3 separate regions of the Mus musculus genome follow, and regions 1 and 3 are each linked to region 2. A link is a contact called in public HiChIP or PLAC-seq and Micro-C data. All regions are on one chromosome and are shown on one strand. Each heading gives the region's core, a stretch centred on a gene start, on an enhancer-like site or on the middle of the called end of the contact. The rest is flanking DNA. Distances are from core to core; before and after follow the strand shown. Region 1 has its middle 100 kb from the start of Gm29851. Region 2 has its middle 36 kb from the start of Gm29851. Region 3 overlaps Gm40016 (a long non-coding RNA gene).

Region 1 (4,045 bases), core at 438-2,937, 140 kb before region 2:
GCCTACTGTGTATGTAGACTGAAGCAAGTGAGGACAGAAAAAAATATGCGTTCATTCTATCATCCTAAATCACGATTTTTAAACAGTCCTTTGTAACTCTCCCATTAGAGTCAAAGGGCTTTTTTTTTTCTAGTTAATAATTTTAGTATTCTGTGTGTGCATTTGTGTGTGTGTGTGTGTGTGTGTGTGTACCAATGCTGTACAATACCATTCCTAAGAAGATAGAAATAAAAGTCTATGCCCCACATATGAAGCCAATGACAGATCAAAGTAAAAACACCGTGAATTCCAATCTAGCAAGCCTAGGAGACTAGGATTACTTAGAGGAATATAAACCAGCATTTACATACAGAAACAGAGCAACTCAAAGAGCTAGCTATACAAGCTGTGACAGCTCAGAAGAGCCTGGAACTTAGGGATCTGAACAAATTGCAGGCAGCTCAACATTTGTCCTCCAGGCACCTAGGCTGGTTTGAAGCTCTTACTGCTCATAGAACCTTGAATAGGGAGGGGTCAATTTCAGGGACTTCCTGAGACTTCTGAGTAGTTTACTTCCTGAGTCTTAAGAAGTTTACCTTTAAAACTTTATGGGTCCGGAAGAGCCTTTAGAAATTACTTAATTTCCTCACCACAAGGAATGTTTTAAAACGAAGGAAATGGCTCCACAGCAAGGCATCTCTGTTCTTTCTAGGTCCTTAGTTGGGATCTTCAGAACTATTTCAAATAGCAATGGACATGGTGGGAGACCTGCTCAACCCCTCCTCATTCTTTTCTTCCTTACACTCGCAAGTGTGTGTGTGTGTGAGAGAGAGAGAGAGAGACAGAGAGAGACAGAGAGACAGAGAGACAGAGAGACAGAGAGACAGAGAGAGAGAGAGAGAGAGAGAGAGAAGCGCTGAAGGACAACTTTGCATAACTCATTGTCCTGAAACTCACCAATTAGACTAGACTAGCTGGCCAGCAAGCTTCATCAATCCCCCTGTCTCTGTTGCCTCAGCACTAAGACTGCAAGTGTATACCACCAGACCTAGGTTTTCATGTGGGATTTAGGGATCTATCTCAGGTCCTCGTGTTTTCCTGCCAAGTGCCTTACCCACTCCACTGATCCTTTCCTCCCTAGTGCCCACAGAAAAATAAGGATGCACCCAAAAGCCACATTGTTATCTACAGGATTCTCTACAGCTTGGTAAGATTATGGAAAGACATCTTATTCAGGTTGTACAAGGCAGAACCTTTGTTCGACGAGCTTGCTTTAAAACTGCACGAAGACATAATTTAAAAATACAGTGCATGAACTGAGCAGATCCGGATGGCAGAGGCCGGGGATCCCAGTTGAGGTAGGATTTTAGAAGTTCAAGGCTTTGCCTGAGCTACAGAGGGAATTAATTTATAGCTTGCCTGGGAACCTTGGTTAGACCCAATCTCGAAGAAACAACAACAAAAACAAACAATCTAGGGGTAGCTCAGTGGTCCAGTACTTGCCTAGCAGGCACCAGGCCAGAGGTTCAAGCCGCAGCATTTCAAAGTAATACAGAAAGCAAGCCTGTGAAAGGAAGGCTAGTAAGAGGCTGGGTTCTGAAGGAGCTGTGTGAGAGGGGCGTTTTCTGTCCAGCTCTGCTTTTAATGTGGTCCTGGCTTTTAAAAATCCATTCAGTTTTCTTCCTCGCCCTCAGCCCAGGAGCAATTTAAATAACAAAGACATTTTATTGAGTCCTGAAAACAATTTGTCCTTGAATTTGCCTGGGATCTGCCCTGTGCTGGGAAGGGAAATGGTTCTTTGACAGCCTGCCAATTTCCCCTTGGTCGTTTATCTTATTTCCCTGATAAGATTTGCATTGTTTGTAAATTGCCCATTTCGCCCAGACTTTCAAATGGCTGACTTAGGCCTGCCTAATCCTCGCTGTCTAAATGCTACTGCTCATTCTTCATTTGTATTTGTTCTTTTCTTCTCTCTCTCTTGATTAATTCTTCTAAACCTTTGTCTCATTAGTATTTTCAAAGAACCCAGTTTTTACAGTTATTTATCAACTGCACACAGTTTTCCAGTCTGAATTGTATTACCACCTTCCTAACTTGCCCTCAGTTCCGTACTTATTTTGAATAGTTTGGAAACATCTGGAGCTTGAATTCATTTCTCTTGTCTCATTCTTTGGAGCTATGCATCTCCCTGTAGTTTCCGCCTTGACCACATCTCAGATTTTCACGGCTTTTTAAGGTACTTGCTGCCTTGCTTAGCACTGTTTAGCATGTGCCCAGTTCTAGGTTTAAAACTTAGCATTGTAAACAAAACAAACAAAACAGAAGAGAAAGCTCCTGAAACGAAGGGCAGTATAAGACTAGCATCTGGAGGAACTGGAAGGAGGACCATTTTCGATCAGACTTGTGACAAGACCAATTTTATGACTCTGACGTCATTTCTAATCCCTGCACTTCTGCAAGTTCAGGATCCCATGTCTTCAGCCTTCTGCTCTTCGGCCCTTCAGCTGTGGCAGTAAGGCTTTCCAGTCCTCCTTCTCTTTCCTTTGTCGTCACCACCATCACACAGATCGCATCCTGCTGTTGCAGGATCTGTTCAACCTGATCCCTGTCTTCCCAACGCAGAGGTAACGCATCCCCTGTAGAGCAGTGCCTAGAAGCACACCTTGTTCTCATCAGCTGCCCTGAGTGTGCTGAAACCCGTGAATAGGTGCTTTTTTTTTCTTTCTTTCTTTCTTTTAAATTTCAATACTCAATATTCTAAGAATGAAATGACATCAGGGAGGTAATTGCTATAGTGTAAGATGTTGAAAGGGTGAATAATCAAACTCAGATGGATTTCTTGGAAGGGAAATCAGTTTACAGTTCAAACATGGGGCCTGGGTGGAGATGTATAACCAGGGGAAGAAATTAAATCACACAAGAGTCAGGGGCAATGGTCAGAATAGTATTAGACTGTGAGACAAAGGAGCCAGGGAGCAGGAGCGTCCAGCAAGACCAGATGACCAGAAGACAGGGTCTGCTATGTGGCAGGCCCACTGAAGACCTCTGTTCACCTGATGTGGTGGAAGAATTGAGGCTGCAAAGTGTGTCCAGTCCAGCCTGCTGGCTTCTGCTGTGTGTTCAAGCTGTTAATATCACTTAGTAACTTTACAGCTTTTACTGTACATCCCGTGTTGCTGTATGAAGCTGAATCAATATCAACATCGCAGAAAAAAGCTTCTCAAAAGGACAAGAGGATGGTCACCAGCCACTGGCATAAGCAGCCATAAACCTAGGCTGGGAAAACTCTCCATCTTGCTGAGACACTACAGATTCGACATCCTTTGCTCCTTGCTTATCTGGGGTAGCTCAACTCTGAAGCTTGTTCTTGGGTCCTTCATCAGGCCTCTTGTGCTTGTAAAGTGCTGCCTCAATCCAGAGGTAGATTCTATTCTCTTTACCCTTAATCTGCATTGGAACTAATGCCTTGCTTTCCCATTAGGCTCAGGTAGCAACAGTGGTCAATGGCTTCTGTGGTTCTGAGATTGAGGCATTACAAATCTTGAAATTCCCACCTGGGTAAGTAACCTGCTTAGCTCATTCCTACAAACCACCCACTGTACTATGAGAAGCCCATGACAATGTAATAGCCATGCATTAGTGTGTCTGTCACTAATCCCAGCTGTATCCCCAAGGTCATGAACAGACTTCAGGTGACCCTTCTTGGCCATCCAACTCAACCGTACCTTCGTTTGAGCACAGCTTCATCCAATACCCGTGTGGAATTGTGTGATGTTCACCCAATGCAAAACCAGTTGACCAGTGAGGGCAAAGGAGACTGTGAAACAATGGTTATTTTTTACAACATTGAGCTTTGAGGTAGTCTTTTGTAGAGCAATACATGATTAGAGCGTGTCTCTGTGTTTTAATAACACAAAGAAATGTCCCTCTGAGAGAAGCATGTATTCCTTCTTTCATTAGACAAGAATTGCCTTGTCTCAGGTCTAAGTCAAAGCATGCTGAATTGAAACACTTATTCCGACAGTATTTCTTTTTTGATCTATTGCTATACTATTTATTAACAAAA
Region 2 (4,153 bases), core at 213-2,712:
TTATGCAGAGAACTGGCTCAAGCGCCATAACCAACAGCTGATTACATATCCACACATGTGGTACTTAAAAGAGGAATGACCTTCAGTGGTCTCATCATAAGGGTCAGCATGTCCTTGTGCTCAGGGACCCCAGCCTCAGAATATCCGACAGTCTCAAAAGCCTTGCATGCATTCTAAAATTAGCTATCTGGCTGGGGTAGGGGTGGGGGGTCATCAGACTCAACTCAAGTGCAGTTGAACAGAGCACATTAACTTCCTGACAGCTTTGTTCAGAAACACTCAAAACAAATGACCTGCTGCCAGTATAAATGGATGCAGCAACTCTTTGCTCCTTACTGAGGTAAGCATTGGTGTGTTTGGACATGTTTGTCCCTCAAAGCTTGCATGATGGAAGGTTGGTTCCACTGTGGCAATGTTAAAAGGGAATAGGACCTATAAGAGATACAACTAATGGGACGTCCTTAGGTCATGGGGGCTTCTCTCAGAAGAGTTTCTATATTTCTCATGGGTCCCCTGAGTTCACCCTCAAGAGAGAAAACTGACAAAAAGCCTGAGCCTGACCCTGGGTGAAGTGGAATTTTCTGGTTTTGTTGGAGATTCAGTTGTGTCATGTGGTGTTTTTCTGGAAGCTGTCTGGTGAAAGGACATGTGATGTTTGCTGGAGCAGAGACTTAAGAGCACATGTGATGTTTAAAAAGTGTAAGTATAGCCAACAGACAGTGGATGATGCTCTGGCATGGGTTCACCTTGCTGGTCTTTATCAGGGTTCACCTTGCTGGTCTTTATTGGGGCTCACCTTGCTGGTCTTTATCGGGGTTCACCTTGCTGTCCTTTATCGGGGTTCACCTTGCTGCCCTTTATCGGGGTTCACCTTGCTGGTCTTTATCGGGGTTCACTTTGCTAGCCTTTATTGGGGTTCACCTTGCTGGTCTTCACTGATGACACCCTGGCATTGGTGCACCTTGCTTTCTTCTCTGGTCTCGGCTTGTCATGACTTCATAGAGAGATATACACCAATGAACTTCTGTTCATTAATTCTGTTGCTACTTCATAACTAATTCTGCTACTGTTAAGAATCATAATGTAAATATCTGTGTTTTCCGATGGTTTTAGGGACCCCCTGTGAAAGGGTCATTGATTTCCCCAGGGGTCCTGACCTACATGTTGTGAACCTGAGTGCTGCACTAACCTAAGGCTCACTGCAGAGCCAGCGCTTCCCTGGCTCTCATTAACTCACTGGGTAGAAATTTCTGAGAGTCCACAATTAATAAAGATGCCTCATGCAGTCAGACCTCTGTGCTGATCGAACGGTGTGCTGATCAAACTCATGCGCAAGTGAAATCAGCAGCTTGGGCAAGAGGCTTTGAGGGCGGGATTTCCTCACCCAGTGACCTCACCCAGCAGGGATATCCTCTGAGGCAGATGCCTTGGAGCAACATTTAAATGTTCGACTCTCCCTCCCACCCCCACCCCACCCCTACACACACTGGCCTCTTCCTGCCCGCACAACCGCCTCTGGAGCAGTTAACTCTCACTGGATGATGCTGTATTCCTCAGTCTGCACCTCCCACTTAAACACAAAGTCCGCGAGGTGCTTTGTTATGGAGGCATCCCTGGAGCCTGGCAGGTTGTCATCAGTCGGAAGAGCGGAATGCTTGAAGGAAGGCGCACACTTCCGGAACTCCGCCCATCGCCAGCACTCACTGAGCACGCTGATACTGTCTCTTTTCCTACTCCTGGGCCATTCAAGGACTTGGAGCTATGGACATATACCATGACATATACCACGATGAAGAACTGAATCGAACGTCCTCTCAAGAGTAGGTTCTCATGGATGAATATCCACTGGCAAGCTAGGTCTTCCCTGAAGGTCTAACTTTCTGAGAGCCTAGTGTGAATTGACTTGAGAAGGAAAAAAAAAATGTTTTTTGGTTGTTGTTTTTTTTTTTAATTAAAAAATTAACGTATATTTATTCTCAATTCTGAACTTTCTTTTCCCTTCCTAGCAGGCCAGATGCATACCTCACATGTAAACTGCATAAATAAGCCGTTGGTTAGTCAGCTGTGGTGGAATTTTCTAGCTGGCTGGTCCCTGATACTGTGGTCTCCCTAACTTACCCAGAGTGCCTAGGTGGCCGTGGGCTGCCGGACAAGTGGATCCCAGACTCTTCCTGGTCTTTTGTTCCAATGGAGCTGCCTGCAGCTGTCCGCTTTTTGGGGGACCTTCTCTCATCTCTTAACATCGCTCTATTGCTTGTCTCTTTCATGTTATAAGCAGAGATAGGCTTGTTCAAGTATCTAGGAGCTTGCAAATTTAAAAACAAAAACAAACAATCAAACAAACAAAACCATCAGATTGACCATGAGCTAGCTGTGCAGAGCAGAAATATTTCATTTCCTAGAAAGCCTTTCCACTCAGCCCGCCACAGCTAACCTGCCCTGGACATTGCGTGGCTGTACCCGCCGCCCAGTGGACAGACTGGGTACTGCATTTGCAGAATGCAACTCTTTGTCAAGGAGTAAAGATCTGCTTCAGGCTGGATTCTTTTTCTTACCTGTACACCGCACCACTCTCCTGGAGAGGTACTGACCAAGTAAGGAAGAAGCTTGCAGAGGAAGAGAATAGGGGAATCTCTGTAAAAATCATCGCTGTTCTAATTTTTTCTTGAAATTATGGAGGGGGAAGATCTTTTAAAATGGACAATTGTGAACAATTTGCACAATGTTTGTGCAAAATGCAAACTGGAACCCCAACTTACCCCAGGTCCCATGCTTGGAGCTCTCTTTCTGACTCTCTAATCTCCACACATGTCACCATTCCCCTGACCTGGATTTTTACAGCACAATCTACCCTCCCAAGACTCGGGTGGATTAACAAACAAAAACCTTTTCCGTCTGAGATGGGGCCTTGTTTTGTAACCCAGGTTGGACTTGAACTCATTATGTAGTGTGGATGAGCTCATTATGTAGTTGTAGAACTCCCAAGCTGGTTTGGAATTCATGGTTCCCCTGCCTCAACCTCCTACATTGAATCCTCCTTTAGAGGCTGCTGTGGCTCAGAGTCTCTGAGGTACACAGGGGTGCACACAGTTCCCACGACCCACAGTGGTCTACAGTGGCTGAGGCTTCTTCTCAAAGCAAACTATATCTTACACGAATACCTTGACCCCTTTAGATGTGCTGAGCTGTGGGATGGAGGCTGTGGTCAAGGTAGAACATCTCTGAATGGAACAGAACAGAACCTATCTGACCAACACACACACACTCACACATTACTATCATGACTTGGAATGGGCTTTGTTTAGTGAGTTATAACAAGAGCTGACCAGTCAGGGGACTTCTTCAGAAATGGCTGGAAAATAAGACCATATGCCAGTTCAAGTCTATCATCATCACCACCATTATCATCACTATCATCATTACCACCACCACCACCATCATCATCACCACCCATCATCAATGTATCAACTATTCACATTTCCTGGTCATTTGCCATAGCACTAACCTGATAGAAAGAGAAGCATTTTCTCTTCTGTGTATCTCTTTTATTAAAAGAATATTCTCAGAAGCCTCAAGCGAGCTTCTTTTCTGTTCTATCGACCCGTGCCCTGCTTTAGCTACAAGTGATACCAGGAAGGACGCTAGCATGCATGTTGTGCAGCTTTACTATAGGAGATAATCCAGCCTGTAGGACTTAGAAGATAGGTTGCTAAATAACCATAAACTCTTAGCTATAGTCTTTCTCCTCTGCATATGCATGCATGTGCACACATACCAGTGTTCTGGGTTACATGGGATGATCAATGAAAGAGAGACACTGCAGGACGGATTTGGGCTTCTCAGCAGCTGGGGGATCCACCTCTCAAGACTAAACTCTGAACCTGCTTGCAGAGCCTCCTAATTGTTACACAAAAGGCATGTTTAGCAAGCCAATTTCTGCATACCAAAACCTCTTATCTGATCTAGGAGTTGTCTGAAGGAACTATTACCTAAGCAATTCTCAGCCAGAGGAGACTTCTTAGCTTGCCAGGAATGTCTCAGGACTAAGTTATGCAAAGGCTTTATGAATTCTTCAGAAGAAGCAGCCTCATAAAACCTCAGATAGCAATCACAGACGATTTACAAAAGGCTATTTCAAAGCCTAGGTACCTTC
Region 3 (3,683 bases), core at 875-3,374, 240 kb before region 2:
TTGTCAGCACTCAGCAACTCAACTAGTGAGGGAGACAGAGAGAGGCACTAGAGAATGCTTGCCAGGTCTGAAGAGATAAGACCCGTGTATGTGGGCTGTGGCCAAGCAGGTAGGTCACACAAATGCCCTCTTAATGAATGAAAGACAGATGGTGTTTACTCAAAGGAAGACAGATGCATAGTTGCAGAGGGCTCACAGGAAATTTTTCAGGCTGTGGGAGTTTAAGACTGAAGAACTAGCCATGCAAATAGAGTAAGGGATAGTTTATTTCTCCACCAATGAAATGGACCAGTTCAAGCCAGATTAGATTAGATTAGATTAAATGCAGGTTAATTGGGAAGCTGCTCTGGGGTGGACAAGTTAACTGGACCGACGCTAGAGAAGTCACCATGGGGAGAGGATGGTGAAGGAGGGAGAAGAAAGAGAAAGGGCATGTATGCAGACACCCCTAGGTTGGAAAGTTCAGGGTTTGGGGCAAGGTATTCCAGGTAAGGATTGAGGGATGCTGGGAAACCTGGAGGCTAGGTCTGCTTTGATGTGTAAAATATGTTCCTTGTCCAAACTGTAAGGACACAGGGGATCGAGTGTAGGTTAATGTCCTACAGAGTTCCATGTCAGGTTGTGTGTGTTCACTTGTATGTGAAGAGATAAACAGGGAAAGGAGCAGTGGGTGACTTGTGCTCACAAGCCTAGAACAAAATATTAATAGGCAGAAGTAGCCTGTGCTAGACAGGATGCACACTGACGCCCTGGGCATCTGTTGGCGGAAGCCAGAGCAAGTGGATTGATAGGCAGATTGTCATTAATAGGTGAAATAGAGCAGGTGCCATCTCCACAAGCCTCCTCCCCATCCCCCACCCACATTCCACAGCCAGGGCACTAGATGGGGCTGAGTCTATGAAAACTGTCCTTGGTAAGGGTTTTGCATAACTATGGTATTTGAAGGGCATGATCTGTTTACATTTTCTCTAGGCTCCGCCCAGCAGTTACCTAGCAACAACCAGGTACCAGCCTGGCTCACATATAAAAGGACTATTCAGTCTCTCTCTCTCTCTCTCTCTCTCTCTCTCTCTCTCTCTCTCTCTCTCTCTCTCTCTCTCTCTCTCTGCCTCTCTCTCTCTCTCTCTCTCTCTCTGCCTCTCTCTCTCTCTGTCTCTCTCTCTCTCTCTCTCTCTCTCTCTCTCTGTCTCTCTCTCTCTCTGTGTGTATGTGTGTGTCCCCATCTCTGTCCCATCTCTGCCTCTACTTCCTTCTCAACACTCCTTCCCATGTTCCTAAGTAAACTCTATTCTATACTACACCCTTCTTTGTTGGCTGTTACCACTGCAGAGGGATGCCTCAGGATGGGCCTGCTGAGTCAACCCCCTCCCACCACACCGTACCGTGCTCCACAAAACATATCTTTGGTTTTATAAAACACATCAGGATGTTGGCTACAAAGGAATCTCTAGTACTTCAGCCTTACTTTCTGGATAGCTTTACAAACTGTCCCAAGATGGGCTTCATTTTGTTTTACAGAAATTCTGAACTTTACAGGTATTATTTTTATGCACATAAACATTACTCCTCCCCTCTTTCCTGTCACGATGGTTTTCAGTACCTATGCTAGTACATATATTTGTGGATCTATACAACGTTCCATCAGCAGAATAATTCCAACAGTGGAGTAGCTGGGTTACAGAATATACATATTTTCAATCGCTATTTAGCCAGACTTCTGTCAGAAATGTCTGTTCTAGCTATATGATAAGATTGTATTTCCCCCATCTTTGTAACACTGGGGATTGCTACATTTCTGTGTTGAGGAACAAAACCACGCATTGTTTAATGTTACTTTTGTTTTGAGTTTTTGCAGCGGAGGTGGGCCTTGGCACCTCTGCATCTTCCCCACCTCTCTTCCTGCTGCTTTAAACTCCCAAGTTGCTTCCTGGGAAGTCTTCTGAAGCCAGAGAATCACAGTAACGTTCTTCTGTGGGCCTAGGGAGCGCGCTAATGTTAACAGGCAGCGTTCGGAGCAAAGGTCTCTCCGGGTTTCCACATCTGCAGCTTTGTACAGGCCCTCACCTCTGAAAAGCCTGAAAGCGTGAAGCCAGGCTTGGCCTAATGTGAATTAGCAAGACAAAGAGCTGTCGAGGGGCGGAGCGGTGATGAGCTTTAATTTACTGAAGATTAATGAGCCCTCGTGGATCTGCCCCAACCACCCATTTTCTATCTCCTCTGCCCACATCGGCTTTGTTAGCGTGTGTTGGTCATTTAGAATTATCCAGCAACAATCTCACCACTTAAAGAGGCATACTGATGGGAGCCGAGGGCTGGAGGGTTCATGCTCTGAACACAGGACCCCAGAGCTGGAAAGACTGGAATGTGGGAATGTCTCCGTGGCCCCGGACCCCACCCCACCCCCACCCCTTGACTTTTGTTTGTGGCCTCAGCCATTTGAGGCTGTTTGTTTACTTGAGCCTAGGAATAAAGCCTCCCAGAGGCCTGGCTTTGGCTGGGGTGAGTCTCCCGAAAACCAGTGGCAAACCTTTCAGACTCAATGGAGCAAATCCAATACTACTTCAAAGCTCAGCTTTCTAGTGGAAGATCTCTCTGGGGTAATACAAATGTCACGATAGCTTCCCCATAATTCCCAACGAAAGGGAAACGCTATTAGCCTTGGGCTTCAGCTCATTACCAGGGTGCTAGAGAATTCTCTCGAGTTTTATCATCAGCAACTATCAGAACTTTCCAGGCCTCGACAAGTTTTTATTTGCCTACCCGTGCAATGGGTAGATGTTGCAAGCTTTGTAAGGGGAAGCCTCAACGATTATCCCTAACCTTCCTGTGCTTCTCTCGGGGTTCATGGAAATAAAGGGAAGGCTTTCTCCACTGAACCGGTTGGAAACAGTAACAGGATTTATGCCAAATTCTGAAGAAGCCTTCCTGCAAAGGCCTGCAAAGACACAGAACCCGGGTGGTGGTGTACCCCTCACAGATTTAAACTAATAAAAATAAACAAATAAAAGTAGAGTATGCTCTAATTTAAAACCAAAAAAACCAACAGAACAAGAAAGAAGGGCTATTCTTTCAATATGAAGAATTATCCTTGAGCATTGTCAGCTGGACTAATGGAATAAATACAAACAGAAAGTCAGCTGGTGGGACTATGCCCCAGTCCGGCTTTGCCCTGCAGCAGGACAGTGGTGGAGCTGCCATCACAACATCCCATGCTCCACCCAGAGAAGGAATCCAGAGACAGCAAGAAGATGAGAAGAGAGTCTGCATTAGGCCTGCTTGAAAATTCTAGTCAACTTCGAGGACCCAAAGCAAATAGCTTTAAAACAACATCCAAGCTGTTTGTTTTCCCATCAAAATACAATCACGTGTTTGACTGTGGGTTGTCACATACATCATTCTTAATCTGTCACTGCTGAAACCAGTGCGACAGTCGCAGTCCTCAATTAATGCAAATTAAACCAGTTGTCTTGTCTATAATTGTCTAAACTAGCAAAGTGCCTTTCTTTGGTGACAGGGCATCCCGGACTCCTTGCTCTGTTACCCCTAAGGGCCCAGCACTTGTTTCATGCTTTATCTCTTTCTTGTGGCTTTTATCCACACAACATTAAAGGGACTCTCTTCCCTTTATGCAGGCAAATAAAAAGTAGATTTAGAGAACAAAGATGAAAAGAGACATTCCACTG

Evidence for each region. A called contact is a pair of places that touch in the nucleus more often than the background predicts. HiChIP or PLAC-seq counts read pairs in DNA pulled down with a chosen protein or histone mark.
Region 1: a contact with region 2 is called in an H3K27ac HiChIP or PLAC-seq map of embryonic stem cells, with 8 times the contacts expected there. The contact joins two enhancer-like sites. A contact is called at or near these places in 1 of 484 Hi-C or Micro-C datasets (nephron progenitors) and 3 of 115 datasets of contacts at active chromatin or transcription factors (T-cell acute lymphoblastic leukemia and embryonic stem cells).
Region 3: a Micro-C map of embryonic stem cells shows a contact between it and region 2, with 2.3 times the contacts expected there. The contact joins two enhancer-like sites. A contact is called at or near these places in 4 of 484 Hi-C or Micro-C datasets (embryonic stem cells and nephron progenitors) and 2 of 115 datasets of contacts at active chromatin or transcription factors (both in embryonic stem cells).

Annotation. Positions count from the first base shown.
Region 1 is chr11:63,348,018-63,352,062 of GRCm38.p6, reverse strand. No RefSeq gene overlaps it. Among named protein-coding and RNA genes, the nearest start is that of Gm29851, 100 kb to the right of the region's middle. Within about 2 kb of position 1,687, at least 22 of the 459 cell types and tissues checked have an H3K27ac peak or open chromatin away from gene starts, as enhancers often do. A contact at or near this core is called in embryonic stem cells, where this site is marked.
Region 2 is chr11:63,211,565-63,215,717 of GRCm38.p6, reverse strand. No RefSeq gene overlaps it. Among named protein-coding and RNA genes, the nearest start is that of Gm29851, 36 kb to the left of the region's middle. Within about 2 kb of position 1,462, at least 13 of the 459 cell types and tissues checked have an H3K27ac peak or open chromatin away from gene starts, as enhancers often do. A contact at or near this core is called in embryonic stem cells, where this site is marked.
Region 3 is chr11:63,453,777-63,457,459 of GRCm38.p6, reverse strand. The region is part of intron 2 of Gm40016 (a long non-coding RNA gene); the gene reads left to right. Among named protein-coding and RNA genes, the nearest start is that of Gm40016, 8.4 kb to the left of the region's middle. Within about 2 kb of position 2,124, at least 44 of the 459 cell types and tissues checked have an H3K27ac peak or open chromatin away from gene starts, as enhancers often do. A contact at or near this core is called in embryonic stem cells, where this site is marked.